Linked DNA regions of Mus musculus: regions 1 and 3 are each linked to region 2. A link is a contact called in public HiChIP or PLAC-seq and capture Hi-C data. All regions are on one chromosome and are shown on one strand. Each heading gives the region's core, a stretch centred on a gene start, on an enhancer-like site or on the middle of the called end of the contact. The rest is flanking DNA. Distances are from core to core; before and after follow the strand shown. Region 1 overlaps Mprip (myosin phosphatase Rho interacting protein). Region 2 overlaps Gm15755 (a long non-coding RNA gene). Region 3 overlaps Mprip (myosin phosphatase Rho interacting protein).

What was found. HiChIP or PLAC-seq counts read pairs in DNA pulled down with a chosen protein or histone mark. Capture Hi-C pulls out chosen DNA fragments and counts their contacts.
Region 1: a capture Hi-C map of embryonic stem cells shows a contact between it and region 2, with 2.5 times the contacts expected there. The contact joins two enhancer-like sites. A contact is called at or near these places in 1 of 39 promoter capture datasets (pre-B cells) and 1 of 9 other capture datasets (embryonic stem cells).
Region 3: a FOXA1 HiChIP or PLAC-seq map of pancreatic cancer cells shows a contact between it and region 2. The contact joins two enhancer-like sites. A contact is called at or near these places in 3 of 39 promoter capture datasets (cranial neural crest, liver and pre-B cells) and 1 of 115 datasets of contacts at active chromatin or transcription factors (pancreatic cancer cells).

What each region holds. Positions count from the first base shown.
Region 1 is chr11:59,706,784-59,710,838 of GRCm38.p6, reverse strand. The region is part of intron 3 of Mprip (myosin phosphatase Rho interacting protein); the gene reads right to left. Among named protein-coding and RNA genes, the nearest start is that of 1700007J10Rik, 31 kb to the left of the region's middle. Within about 2 kb of position 2,783, at least 205 of the 459 cell types and tissues checked have an H3K27ac peak or open chromatin away from gene starts, as enhancers often do. A contact at or near this core is called in embryonic stem cells, where this site is marked.
Region 2 is chr11:59,383,323-59,387,118 of GRCm38.p6, reverse strand. The region is part of intron 2 of Gm15755 (a long non-coding RNA gene); the gene reads right to left. Among named protein-coding and RNA genes, the nearest start is that of Prss38, 9.6 kb to the right of the region's middle. Within about 2 kb of position 2,543, at least 106 of the 459 cell types and tissues checked have an H3K27ac peak or open chromatin away from gene starts, as enhancers often do. A contact at or near this core is called in embryonic stem cells and pancreatic cancer cells, where this site is marked.
Region 3 is chr11:59,756,647-59,760,647 of GRCm38.p6, reverse strand. Mprip (myosin phosphatase Rho interacting protein) reads right to left here. Exons shown (of 24, transcript NM_001368931.1): 16 at 1-3,124. Among named protein-coding and RNA genes, the nearest start is that of Gm51899, 11 kb to the left of the region's middle. Within about 2 kb of position 1,352, at least 101 of the 459 cell types and tissues checked have an H3K27ac peak or open chromatin away from gene starts, as enhancers often do. A contact at or near this core is called in pancreatic cancer cells, where this site is marked.

The DNA of each region.
Region 1 (4,055 bases), core at 1,534-4,033, 320 kb before region 2:
AGCCACCTCAAGTAAATGACCAACTCATAGCCCATGATCTGCTCCATCAGACCTCCCTCCTAGGAGATGAAATCTGAGGGGTACAAAAGAATGGTCAGGGAGTGTCTGGAGGTGACATGCCAGGCCTGTGAATGACTGAGTTATTGATGTGTACCACTCAAGTACATTTGCTCAGAACACAGTATCAAGTTGTGGACAGTATCAATTCAGAAACATACAAGATGGAAATGGCCATAGAAGTCATAAAGGAAGCTGAAGCACGAATAGCCAGCTGGACTGAGGAAGGGCTGGAAGAGTAGTTGTATCCAGCTGCTGGTCCACAACAGCTCACCACAAGGGGCATTTAGGTATCCACCCCAAAGTGGCTCACAGGTCTAAACACTCTGAAAAGAGAGTCCTCTGGAATAAGTGCATTCTCCAAGGTCATGTGCAGGGTTCCATGGCCTAAAGGAGAGTTGAATTACTCTGAGCTGCAGTGGTCATGTTCTAGAAGCTAAAAGCAGTCTCTTCAGCCTTTTTTTTTTTGGTTTTTCGAGACAGGGTTTTTCTGTATAGCCCTGGCTGTCCTGGAACTCACTCTGTAGACCAGGCTGGCCTCGAACTCAGAAATCCGCCTGCCTCTGCCTCCCGAGTGCTGGGATTAAAGGCGTGCGCCACCACGCCCGGCTTTCTCTTCAGCCTTTGATCTTTCAAATCCTCTATCCAAAACTCTACTCTCAAAAAATAATATAGAAGAATAGAGAACTATATACATAACTGGAGTTCATGCTGTTGCCTACACTACTGTCAAATGTATCTGAAGGTTTTTATCCTTTAAATAACATGGAATTTTTAGTTAGATGTAGCATTGCTAAAATCTTAAACTACTTGCTCACCGGTGAACAGGTATCACTGGATTCCAGGCAAGGGAATCAACTACTTTGCCTTTCCTTTGGTCTAATGGCCAAGCAAGTAGAGAAAGCAGGACATCGTGATAGTATGTATCCTTGTCTTCTCTTCATCCCTTCAGATGAATGTTCAGAGGACAGGAAACAGGACTCTGCTACATTGTGGCTTACCGTCTGCACTCTTAACTGGCTATCCTTACAGTCTTCATGGTGCAAAGGAAAAAGGACAGGTTTAGTGAGTCACAAAGGCACCTCAGGGTGAGTTAACAGAAAGCAGAATTGGAATTTAACCCCCACAAATCAACTGAAATATTTTCTGACAATTGCCTGAAAGCAAACTAACTCAACTTATTTTGTTTTGGTTGACTCCACAAACAGAAAAAGCCCAGCCTGGAGTAAACAAGAAGACTGGTCTCCTACCAGGCATCCTGTGGTCCCCAAGACCTCTTCTTGTAGCCAAATTGGCTTGAGAGGTTGATGATGCCAGCAAGGCACTCTGAGCAACCTAGATCTCAAGTTAGAATACTTCTGGAATGGGAGTTGCAGATTTCCAAGGTCACCCATGTCTTTATCTGCCTAGCCAGCCCTCTGCCCAGGACCCTTGGGTGCATAGGAAGAACTAACCCACAGCTATCAAGAACCACCCCCAGGAGGGTGCATTACCCTAAGGATAAGTGTCTATTCCAATCTCTACTATTGTGACAGGCTGTCATGGGACAGAATGTGACACCTAGAAGGGCTTTCCTTTTGAGTTGACTTGAAAAATTAAACCAAACAGCAGTGGACTTTCTGGAGAACTGATCTTCTCTTGTTTTTGTGTCTTAAAAAATGTGTCCAATACATACCTTAACTTTGTAATTGAGCAAAATGACAAAGTTTTTTTGTGCTTCTACCCTCCTACACACAACTGCTCCAAATCCAATATAGTTTGACTTTTATTTTCTTAAATGGCCTATATAGAGAGGTAGGTCTGCTTTACCTTGCAAAAGTTAAGTAGGAATATTGACAGAGAAGAAGAAGAAGAAGAAGAAGAAGAAGAAGAGGAGGAGGAGGAGGAGGAGGAGGAGGAGGAGGAGGAGGAGGAGGAGGAGGAAGAGGAGGAGGAGGAAGAGGAAGAGGAAGAGGAAGAGGAAGAAGAGGAGGAGGAGGAAGAGGAAGAAAAGGAGGAGGAGAAGGAGAAGGAGAAGGAGAAGGAGAAGGAGAAGGAGAAGGAGAAGAAGAAAAAGAAAAAGAAAAAGAAAAAGAAGGGCAAAAGATGAGGAAAGGAAGCGGATTTTTCTGTTTCCACAGAAAGATATGGCAGCTTGCTGAGTGCATTTGGGTGTGTTCACACTCCTCTCCACCCCAAGTCTCTGCGGGATCCTGAGGTCACAGATCTGGCCTGCAAGGAAAGGGAGAGGTAGCCAGTGGCTTTCGACTAGCAGCTGAATACAGCTTTTCTGAGTTCTGGTGTGCAGAGCTCCCACAAGCAAGCAGGCCTGTGACTCTCACAAGGCTATTTTTAGATTCCGAGTAGGATGAGACTAAGAAGCAATGCTGCACAGCCACCTTACTGGGAAGCCTCTCTTGCTCTAGCTCCTCCCTGGACAGCCCCTCCGAGAAGGGAGTAGACCTTTATATTTTCTTCCTCCCCTGGGCCCTTCTTCCCCTATGCTTCCCCTTCTTCCTCCGGGTAGGCCTCGCCCACTTGTCTGTCTCATAAAGAGCTGGGAAACATGGAGATAAATAAAGCCTCAATTAGGCAGGAATCCAAAGCTAGGATTGGGGGATGGGAAGAGTGGTGTCTGAGGCTCTGTCCCAATCCAGAAATGCCTGAGAAAGCGCCCGGGGCCACAAGCAGCCTTGAGGTTGGCCGCTTCCCACAGCCCCCTTTGGCCTGTGCTGACCAGGCGTGGTCAAAGGCTGGGAGCCACGCCATTCCCACATACAGCTCCTCTAGGCAGCCTGGACTGCTGTACAGGCCCCAGCTCCCTTTGCCATCCCACATATATAAGAAAGAAGAAGTCTAGGCTCTTGGCCCTTCCATTTCTTTCCCAGTGACAGAGAAGGGACTACAGAATGTGGACTTGTCCCCAGCAGGGATGGCTTTAGATGCTGTGACGCCCCTCCAGGCCCAACAAAGGCAGTTTTTCCCCCCTTTCAACTTTAGAAACTCAGTGTTCTTATTTATTCCTTTCTGAGCTCGGAAAGAACAATGAGGGAGATCTTGTTTCTTCCCCTAAGTCTTGGGTGGGGGGAGAGCAGCAGAATATGGGGGAGGAGACTGGGCTAGCAGAAGCTCAGATATTTTTAGAGACATGGGAATTAAGTAAGCAGGGACCTTCTGGGGCCTGAAACAGTTTTTTTTTTTTTTTTTTTCATCCTAATTCCAAAAGGCCAAATGGGTGGTGGAGAGCCAGAGGCTGAAGGCAGAGAGCAGTAGAGTCTGGAGACTGTAAGTGACCAAGTGGACTCTTCTCACTCTGCTATGTGGCCTACTCCATTTCCCTTTACAAAGGGGGGATAAAGTAGCCTTCGTACCTGCACCCAAACCCCCTTTTAGCCTCAGGGGACAGGAAAGTGGCAAGGGGCAGCAAACTGAACTCCTTTGATCCTGCTTCTGACAGTGGGAGAAGCAAGATCTAAAATGAGATTTCTCAGTTCTCTTTAGGCTTCTAATAACCCAGTTCTCAAAGATCGCAACCATGGTACTGAACATCTTTTAGGGACCTCACTCGAAAAGTCTCCCACTATAGTTTGGGATAGGATACAGAGAAAAATGGAAAAGGGAGAAGCTGGGGAGACCCAGCCAGTTAGCTGATGTCATGCAATGCTACTGAAGTGTTAACCACTGATAGGCTCAAAACTCACACATTTCCATACCAGCAATCCTACTTCTAAGAATGTTCTCTGAGGCTCTCATATTTTTCCTTTTCATGTATTCTTCTTTCATATATTATATCCCAACTGCAGTTTCTCTTCCCCTCTTTCCTCCCCAGACTCACACAGGCTTCATCTCCGCTTCAGAAAAGAACAATCCTTCCAGGAACATTAACCAAATGTGGCATAACAAGCTATAGTAAGACCAGGCACATATCAAGGCTGGATAAGGCAACTCAGAAGGAGAAAAAGGGTGCCAAAGGCAGGCAGAAGAATCAGAGACAGGCCCCGCGCCCCTGTGAGGAATCT
Region 2 (3,796 bases), core at 1,294-3,793:
ATGGCCTCCTCAGCCCAGAAGTCACCGATAGGTTACCTGATGATGCAGTCAGCAGCTTACCAACACCATTCTGTTGCCACCCTAGATTTTTGGTGCTGTGTTAAGAATCTGTGACCCAAAGAAACTTGGGGAGGAAAGGGAAGGCTTTATTTTCCTTTCAGATTATAGTCCATCATCACGGGAAGTGGCTTGATGCAGAAACCATGGTTTCTTCTGCTTGCTTCCAGGCTCAGGGACCACCTGCTGGGGTGGGGGATTGCCACCCACAGTAAGCACGCACACACACACACACACACACACACACACACACACACACAGAGAGAGAGAGAGAGAGAGAGAGAGAGAGAGAGAGAGGATGAGAGAGAGAGAGAGAGGTATTCACATATCCGCAGGCCAATCTGATGGAGGCAGTGACTCAACTGATGCTCTGTCTTCCCATGAATATCAAGTTGAAGACCAAGATTAGCCATAGCAACTGGGAACTAAACGTAAACACCCTAGCCTAGAGACATGTTTAGGCATAACATCCTAAGACTGGCCCATAGGTCTAGCAGCTCTAGCTGCTCATGTGAATGTTAAGTTTAGGCCATAAAAAGGGATTCTAGGGGCTGGAGAGATGGCTCAGTGGTTAAGAGCATTGACTGCTCTTCTAGAGGTCCTGAGTTCAATTCCCAGCAACCACATGATGGCTCACAATGGGGTCTGATTCACTCTTCTGGTGTGTGTCTGAGAACAGCTACAGTGTACTCATATAAATAAAAAATAAATAGTCTTTTTAAAAAAAAGAAAAAGAAAACAAAGCAAGAAAAGGGAGTCTAGTCCAGCACCCAGGACCACAGGTCAGTCACATATTGGATGTCATAAAAGAACACCACTGCTTGAACCAAGGGCACAAAAAAGACTCAGCCATGTAACAAATTTTCCACAACAAATGAAATTGACCAGAGTGAAATTGTCCCTGTCTCCAAAATCCACAGGTGGACATAATACAGGGAACAGGAAGATGGGGGAGGATAGTGAGCGCAGGGTAGGGAGGACGTAGGGAAAGGAGCATCGTCACAGTGAAGGGGAAGAGGAGGAGAACAAGAGCATAGTGCAGTAAATTTGCTCTTCTAGAGGTCCTGAGTTCAGTGACTTGATGTCTGTCACTCACATGCTCAGGACCGGAAGTCTGTTTGACTTTATATTCTCAGATCTTGCAATATTTGGATTACAGAACAATTAATCTGAGGCCGTGAGAAATCCTTCTCATGATTCACACCTTCACCTTCCCTATTCACCTTCGGCTCGCTGTCTAGGAGGGGCTTCATAGGAATCCTCACTGTGCTTGCTCTTTGAGTGTGACCTGTCATAGCAGGTCACGGGTATCACTTACCCACTGTGGCATCACAACACCTTTTAGAAGTTTCCTATTTCAGATCCTTTCGGATTCTAGATTTTCAGATTAGGAATGCTTTGCCTGCCTCAGTGTGTGTGTGTGTGTGGGGGGGGGAATCAAAGTCTTTCTGGCTTGCTCATCAGGAATCCATATCGGCAGGCTCGTCAGTGCCTTTCATAGGTTCCAGTTCAGTCTATTCATATGGATTCCTTCCTGCTTGTACTCAGAGCACCAATCATGCCACCAGGGCCAAGGGGGCACTTCCCTGTCACATTACCTATATCTCATCCCCGCCTGCTCTGGAGGGAGCCAAGGCAATCCTAACCGAGCACAGTGGGAGAGCAAGCCTGGCCCTGACCGTGTTCCCCACTGAGAGAGAGAGGCTGAACTTAGGGCATGGGGCTTGGGGCTTCGGGTGAGGCCCAATGATGGGACGCATTCCAGGCATGCCGGGCTGGGAATTGACTCTGCCTAGTGGGTGGCGCCTCAGAGGCCCCTGGCTGACCTCACAAGAGTAGGAAGGATGTTCTTCTGCCCCCAGACTCCTACGCAGCAGCAGAGTTCAGGGGGCTACCAGACCCTTCTTTCTGATGTTCTTGTTATTGTGGCATGTCCCCTCGGGGTTAGGACAGTGATACTATACCCACCCCAGAGGGGCAACAGTCACTGGTAGTTTTCTTAAACAACTCAAGTTGGGGGGAAAGCAAGCAATAGCTTCTCTCTGGCTCCTCTCTGAGCTAAAGATCAGAGTCCAAGGAGTCCACCCCTGCCCAGTCTCCACTTCCCTCCAGTGCAGTGTAGAGGAGATCACCAAATCACTCTGCCAGTCTCTACTACCTCACACAAGGAGGGTGGCTGGCCACACTTTTGACAATGAACAGGCATGCAGAAGAAACCACAGAGGCCAGCGTAGGCAGCTCAGCCCCTTTGCCTATCTCAAGCTGACTTGGAGGACGGCGTGGCACCTGCACACACTTTTCCAACCACAGGCATCTGCCTCCTGTTTCCCCCCAAGTTCAAAGGCAGACAGCTGGCAGGCAAGAGTAGAGTGGCTAGCCTGCAGCTGGGCGTGTTGTCTGTCTGGACAAGCTGGCCTGAAGGGGAGGAGGTGTGGCCCTCTGGCCGAGCCTTGACCCAGCCCTGCTCTGATTGAAGCCATGTGAGGGGTGGGTGGGAAGACAGCCAGGGCTCTGACCCTCAGGAGAGGTGCAGTGATCCTTGCATGCCAGACGGTGTGCAAGCTCTTTACAAGGCTGGGCACATTCTCCTGGTCTGAGTAGTAGCCCCGGCTTGTACAAGGGCTGACGGGGCTTGTGGCTCAGCTGCACTTCAGAATACTCAGCTCAGTGGGGATTTCTGCTGCAGAGGCTGGGGTGGAGCTCTCAGAGCATCTCATCTGGACAGAGCATGGTAGTGACCTGCAGGCACCATAGGTCTACAAATGGGCCTTCTGGATACTGGGATAGCCAGTCACTCAAGACTCCCAGTTGCTGTAGTCCTGTCCACCCAGCTATTCAGTGTGGAGTGTTGATCCAGGGTTCACATGTGGGACCATGTCCTCCAGGGGCATGGTGACACAGGGGAGAGATCAAAACCCAGAAGGCTCCATAGCTGGGCAGAAAGGCAAGGGAAAGGATGCTTACATCTTCTGGACAGCAGTCTGGGGGGGGGGGTCATAAGGAGAACAGCCCCCCATGGGGCTGTGAACACTGGTGGGTAGCTAAATGGCATTAAGGGGTACTTGTCTTTGTGACATCTGGGTGTCCTTCATCCCAAATATCCTTCTCTCCTGCAGCCTGCCCACCTCCCAGCACTACAAACAGAGCAGGGCATGAGCCTTACTGTAGTGTGGGCTAAGCTCCCGTCCCCAACTCTTGGGCATTTGATCCTGGAGTAACCGGTCTCTGAGCTACTTCCAAGCCAGGAAGGACTGCCTGCCCGAAGCCCCTGTCAGGCTGCAGCGATGACATATGATGTGTTTTCATGGAGAATGGAACAGGAATCTTTACAGCCCACTCTCCTGAGGTCAGCCCCTAGACACATTACATAGTGTGGAGTATATCAAACGTGTTACAGGGTACATAGTGTTCATGCTACATGGTGGGTAGCATCACACACACACACACACACACACACACACACACACACACACACTGTACTGCTTGGTGCATGGCAGGCTGCGGATTGACTGCTGCTTAAATTCTAGGGGGTTGGACCCTGCCCTAAGTGGGAGCTCACCTCACTTACTCTGTCCATTGACACAGAGTCCTCTGTCCTCCTCATTGAAGTCTCCTATTCTCATCCTGATTCCTATCTCTGGGTCTAGAGGGGTCCTGGTATGCTCTGATGGCTTAGGGAATGAGAGCCTTGTTGGAGTGCAGAGCCAGAAGGGCCTAGAGGATAGAAAGAGCTAAAGAA
Region 3 (4,001 bases), core at 103-2,602, 370 kb before region 2:
CTTGTGCACGTTTCTGGCCTGAAGCCCCCTTAGCCTCCTGACAGGCCTTCTTGTAAAATCTCAGCTCTTTTTCATACTCCAGCCGAATTCTGCATGCTGCATAGCACACTTGAGCTTGAATAATTGCATCTTGAACCAGTAATGAAGAATACTGACCAAGGCCCTCTAGACAAGATTCATATGAGAGATGCTGGGACATCCGCAGAAGCCTCTGGCAACCCCCAAGTGGCTCTGTAGGAGGCAGGACTGGCAAGGCAGCTGAAATCTCCTCAAGGATGCTAGCCTTTTCTCTCAGCTGCTGGGCCAGCTCATCCTGAATGGCAGCAAGGACTTCAGGGCTCTGATGCAAAGCCTGCAAAGGCTCTTGGGAGCCATCTGTGCCTGGCCTCAGTATCTCTCCTAATGGGTTCTGGTCCCAGGATGTCTGTACCTGGTCCTCCCTGCCAGTTGGATGCCTGAGGGTTTCTAAGATCTGCTGTATTACTCTTTCAAAGTCTGGGGTTTGGTAGGCTCCCAAGATTTCTCCCAGCATGCACTTGTGCTGCTGTAGGGCTGCCTGGGTCCCTTGTAGGGTCTCCTGTATGCTCTGCAGCCTATGGTGGAACAATTCTCTTACTGATTGTGTGGCATAGCTGAGCTCTGCACGAATCCATGTGGCATCAGCCAGACTTTGGGGAGTATGCTGCTGCCTGTCTCCTGATGTGCAGGCTGTTTCTTCTCCCAGTGTCCCTAGGTGTTTACTTAGTGACTCGACCTGGCTCCAGAACTCACCATTCACCAGTACCTTCTTGGCCCAGATCTCCACTGGAGCCCCAGCAGAGGGGGCAGCACTTTCTTCCTTCAGTGGCCACTCCCCTGACTGAGTAAGCTCACAGAGAACACCATAGACATCTGAAGTGGTATTTTTTAGAGAGTCAGCTATCTGGTTGATGAGTGAGGCCTCCAGGACTATCTGAGCAGAAAGCAGCTTCCTGTGTTCCTGCTCATTCAAGATGGGCTGACAGGGCTGCTGCACAGGGGCTGCCATACCACTTTCTATGGGGTGCTCCTTCTCTTGCTCAGCCTGCGTCCTGCTCTCTGCAGGGGAAGCCCATGGTTGAAGGGCCTTGATGGCACTCACAAGCATACTCTCTATGTTAGCCAGGGAGGCTGCACATGCATCCTGGCCCTCCTCCTGGTCAGCCCATGGCAAAGACCTTAGCTTTTTCCAGCAGTTTTCTAAGCATGTCAGGGCTTGGCTATTTTTGGCTTGGAAGTCTTCCAGCTCCCCAGGGTGGTGTTCAATGTTTGTGGCCTTCTGTTGTCTTTCCTGCTCTAGCTGAGAGGCCAGAGCGCTAGCCTGTAACAGGCTGGCACGGAGCTGCTCTCGCAACTGTGCCTCTGTGCCAGCCCACTGCTGGTGCAGTGCAAGCAATGCCTCCTGACTCTGCCCCTGCTGGCTTTCCAGCCTCACAGTTACGTCTTTGAGCTTTTCCTCTGTGACATAGAGCTTCGTCTCCAGAGAGTGGATTATAGAGATGTAGGTTTCAGCATCTGCAGCTGCTGGCAGTGTGTTCGGGGTAGCTTCTGAGGACACACTATCCTCTGAGGGTGACTGGTCCTGGCTGGTATCTGATGATGTGCTGCTAGTCCATGCCTTTGCACACCCCTCGGGGTGTATGTATCTTTGACACTGGATTGTGGAGAACCTGATTCTTGGCCTTTTTATAGGAGCTCCTGGATCAGACTTAGATGTGCTCTGCAGATGCCCCTCCCTCTCGGGCATATCAGCTGACTTTGGGAGTATGGTGTTTTCCTCTCTGCTGAGGCTACCACTGCTCCCTTCTTCCCCCAGGCCAGCACTTGGATCTTCATCCTCTGGCTGAGAGTGAGGAAAGCCAGGAAATACTCTGGTGACTGAGCCTAAGGGCAAAATGCCACTGCCCTCCTCTGTTGGCTCTGTGGTACTCAGAGGCTCCTTGGCATCCTTTGGAGAATCACTCACAAACCTCCTTAGACACTCTTCCTTTTCCTGCAGCTTAATTTCTGTTTCCTCTAAGCTGCTGCCCAAGGCAATCATTTTAACTAAAGCTTCATTGAGGTCTTGGTCTTTCTTTTCCAGAACTCTCTCATGTGTTTCCTTAATGTGCTTCAGCTCTTCTTCCTTTTCTCTCAGCAGAGTGCGCACGCTCTGTAGCTGGACAGAGACCCTGTGGTGTGAGTGCTCAAGGTTCTGATAGTCAACTTCCTTTCCCCTCAGCTTCTCTTGGAGCTCAGCCACATCCCCATCGGATGTGGCCACACGTTCCATGAGCTCTTGAAACTGATGCTTGATGAGATCCCGTTCATCATGGAGGCTCTGTACATGCTGGGCTAACTGGCGGATACTGGCCTCTCGGGCCTCCAGCTCTTCCTCTAGCTTATGTACCTGCTCACTGCCTTTGCACGTTTCACTCAGCTTCTCTTTCTGGAGGGCCTCCACCTGCTGCACATGGCCTTGTAGCTGATCCTCATAGGCACTGGCCTTGTCCTCTACTTCCTTCAGGTTCTGCAGCAGTGCCTGCTTTTCTTGCTCACAGCTCTCCAGCAACAATGTATAGTTCCTCTTTAACTTCTTCTCCATCAGACGCTGGGCTTGCTCACTGGTACCCAGCTGTTGGCTGAGCTCAGCAATGCATTCCTGCAGCCTCTGCACCTCCTTCTGTCGATCCCGTTGCAATGCCTGTTGTGTTTCCAGGTCTCTGAGTTCCTGTGTCTTCTCTAACAGCCGGGCTTCTGTACTTCTGAGTTTCTGCTCACTGGCCCTCAGCTGGCCACTCAGCATGGCCTTGCTGTGCTGCCATTCCTCCAGCTGCTCACGAACCTTGCCCTGCTCCATCTTCAGCTCACCCTTGAGCTTGGCTAGAGCCTGCTCCTTAATGGCCAGCTCTGCAGCGGCATTACCAAGTCTCGTCTGCAGGGTCTGAATCTCAGCCTCATGGTGGCGGATTGCATCCTTGGCCTCCCCATAGCTGTGTTTCAGGGTCTGAATCTGCTGTGTGATGAGCTCCTGCCGCCGGCACTGAGCTTCCAGCTCACTTTGCAGGTCTTGGTTGACTCTATGGAGCCTCTGCCAGGCACCCGATGGAGAGGTGGCCACTTCAGTCTTAAAAAAACCGATTAAATACTGGTTAGTAACACTCAGGCCACCCTGTTCTGAGTGTCACACCTCTGGCCAGGATCAATCATAGAAAAGCTCCTTTGTGGGTTTGCCTTTAATCCTTTGCACAACTTTTTTTCTTCATTTAAAGAAAAAAATTCAAATTAATGTGGGTTTTGTTTGTTTTGTTTTGGGTAAATATAGCTGCTTCCACATAAACAGAACACAGGACAAAAACACCAATAAAACAGCTCTAACTGAACAGTGTCTAGAAGAAATAAACCAAATAAAGCTGAATAATGGAACACACTGAGAAGTACAACAGAGGCTGAAGGACCAAATAATTGATTTTGCAAAACAAAGTATGCAGTTCTAGACCACATGTTTAAAGCAGCACAAGGCCTAAGGCACAAGAAAGTGACGTCACTTCCTTCTGTGACAGGAAGAGAAGGAAGGCAGGTAACTACTCGAGAGATGTCAGCAAAGTAACATTGGACATTTCCTTTAGAAAGCGTAGTCAGGCCTCCACCGTAAGGAGAAAACTAATCTCTACCTGCAAGAAGACAGAACAAGGGGAATGCAGATCATGAAGCAAAATGTAATAAAACAAACCCTCATAAAGCTCAAAATAAGAGTGAAACATGCAAAACCCAAAATAAAACACAAAACTCCCCATACTGAGAGACACACAAGAGACAGAACTAATGAGTATAAAGAGGAGACAATACAGCTAAGTCAGGCCAGCCTCACCTAGAATGTGGCCTGCCCAGGCTCCCTCAGTCTGCTGGTGGGGAAGCCACAGATGTGACACTCAGGTAGGTTCCAGTTCCACACCACATTCACCAAAGCATGCAGCCCTCCCAGCAGTTAGCACAGCACCCTA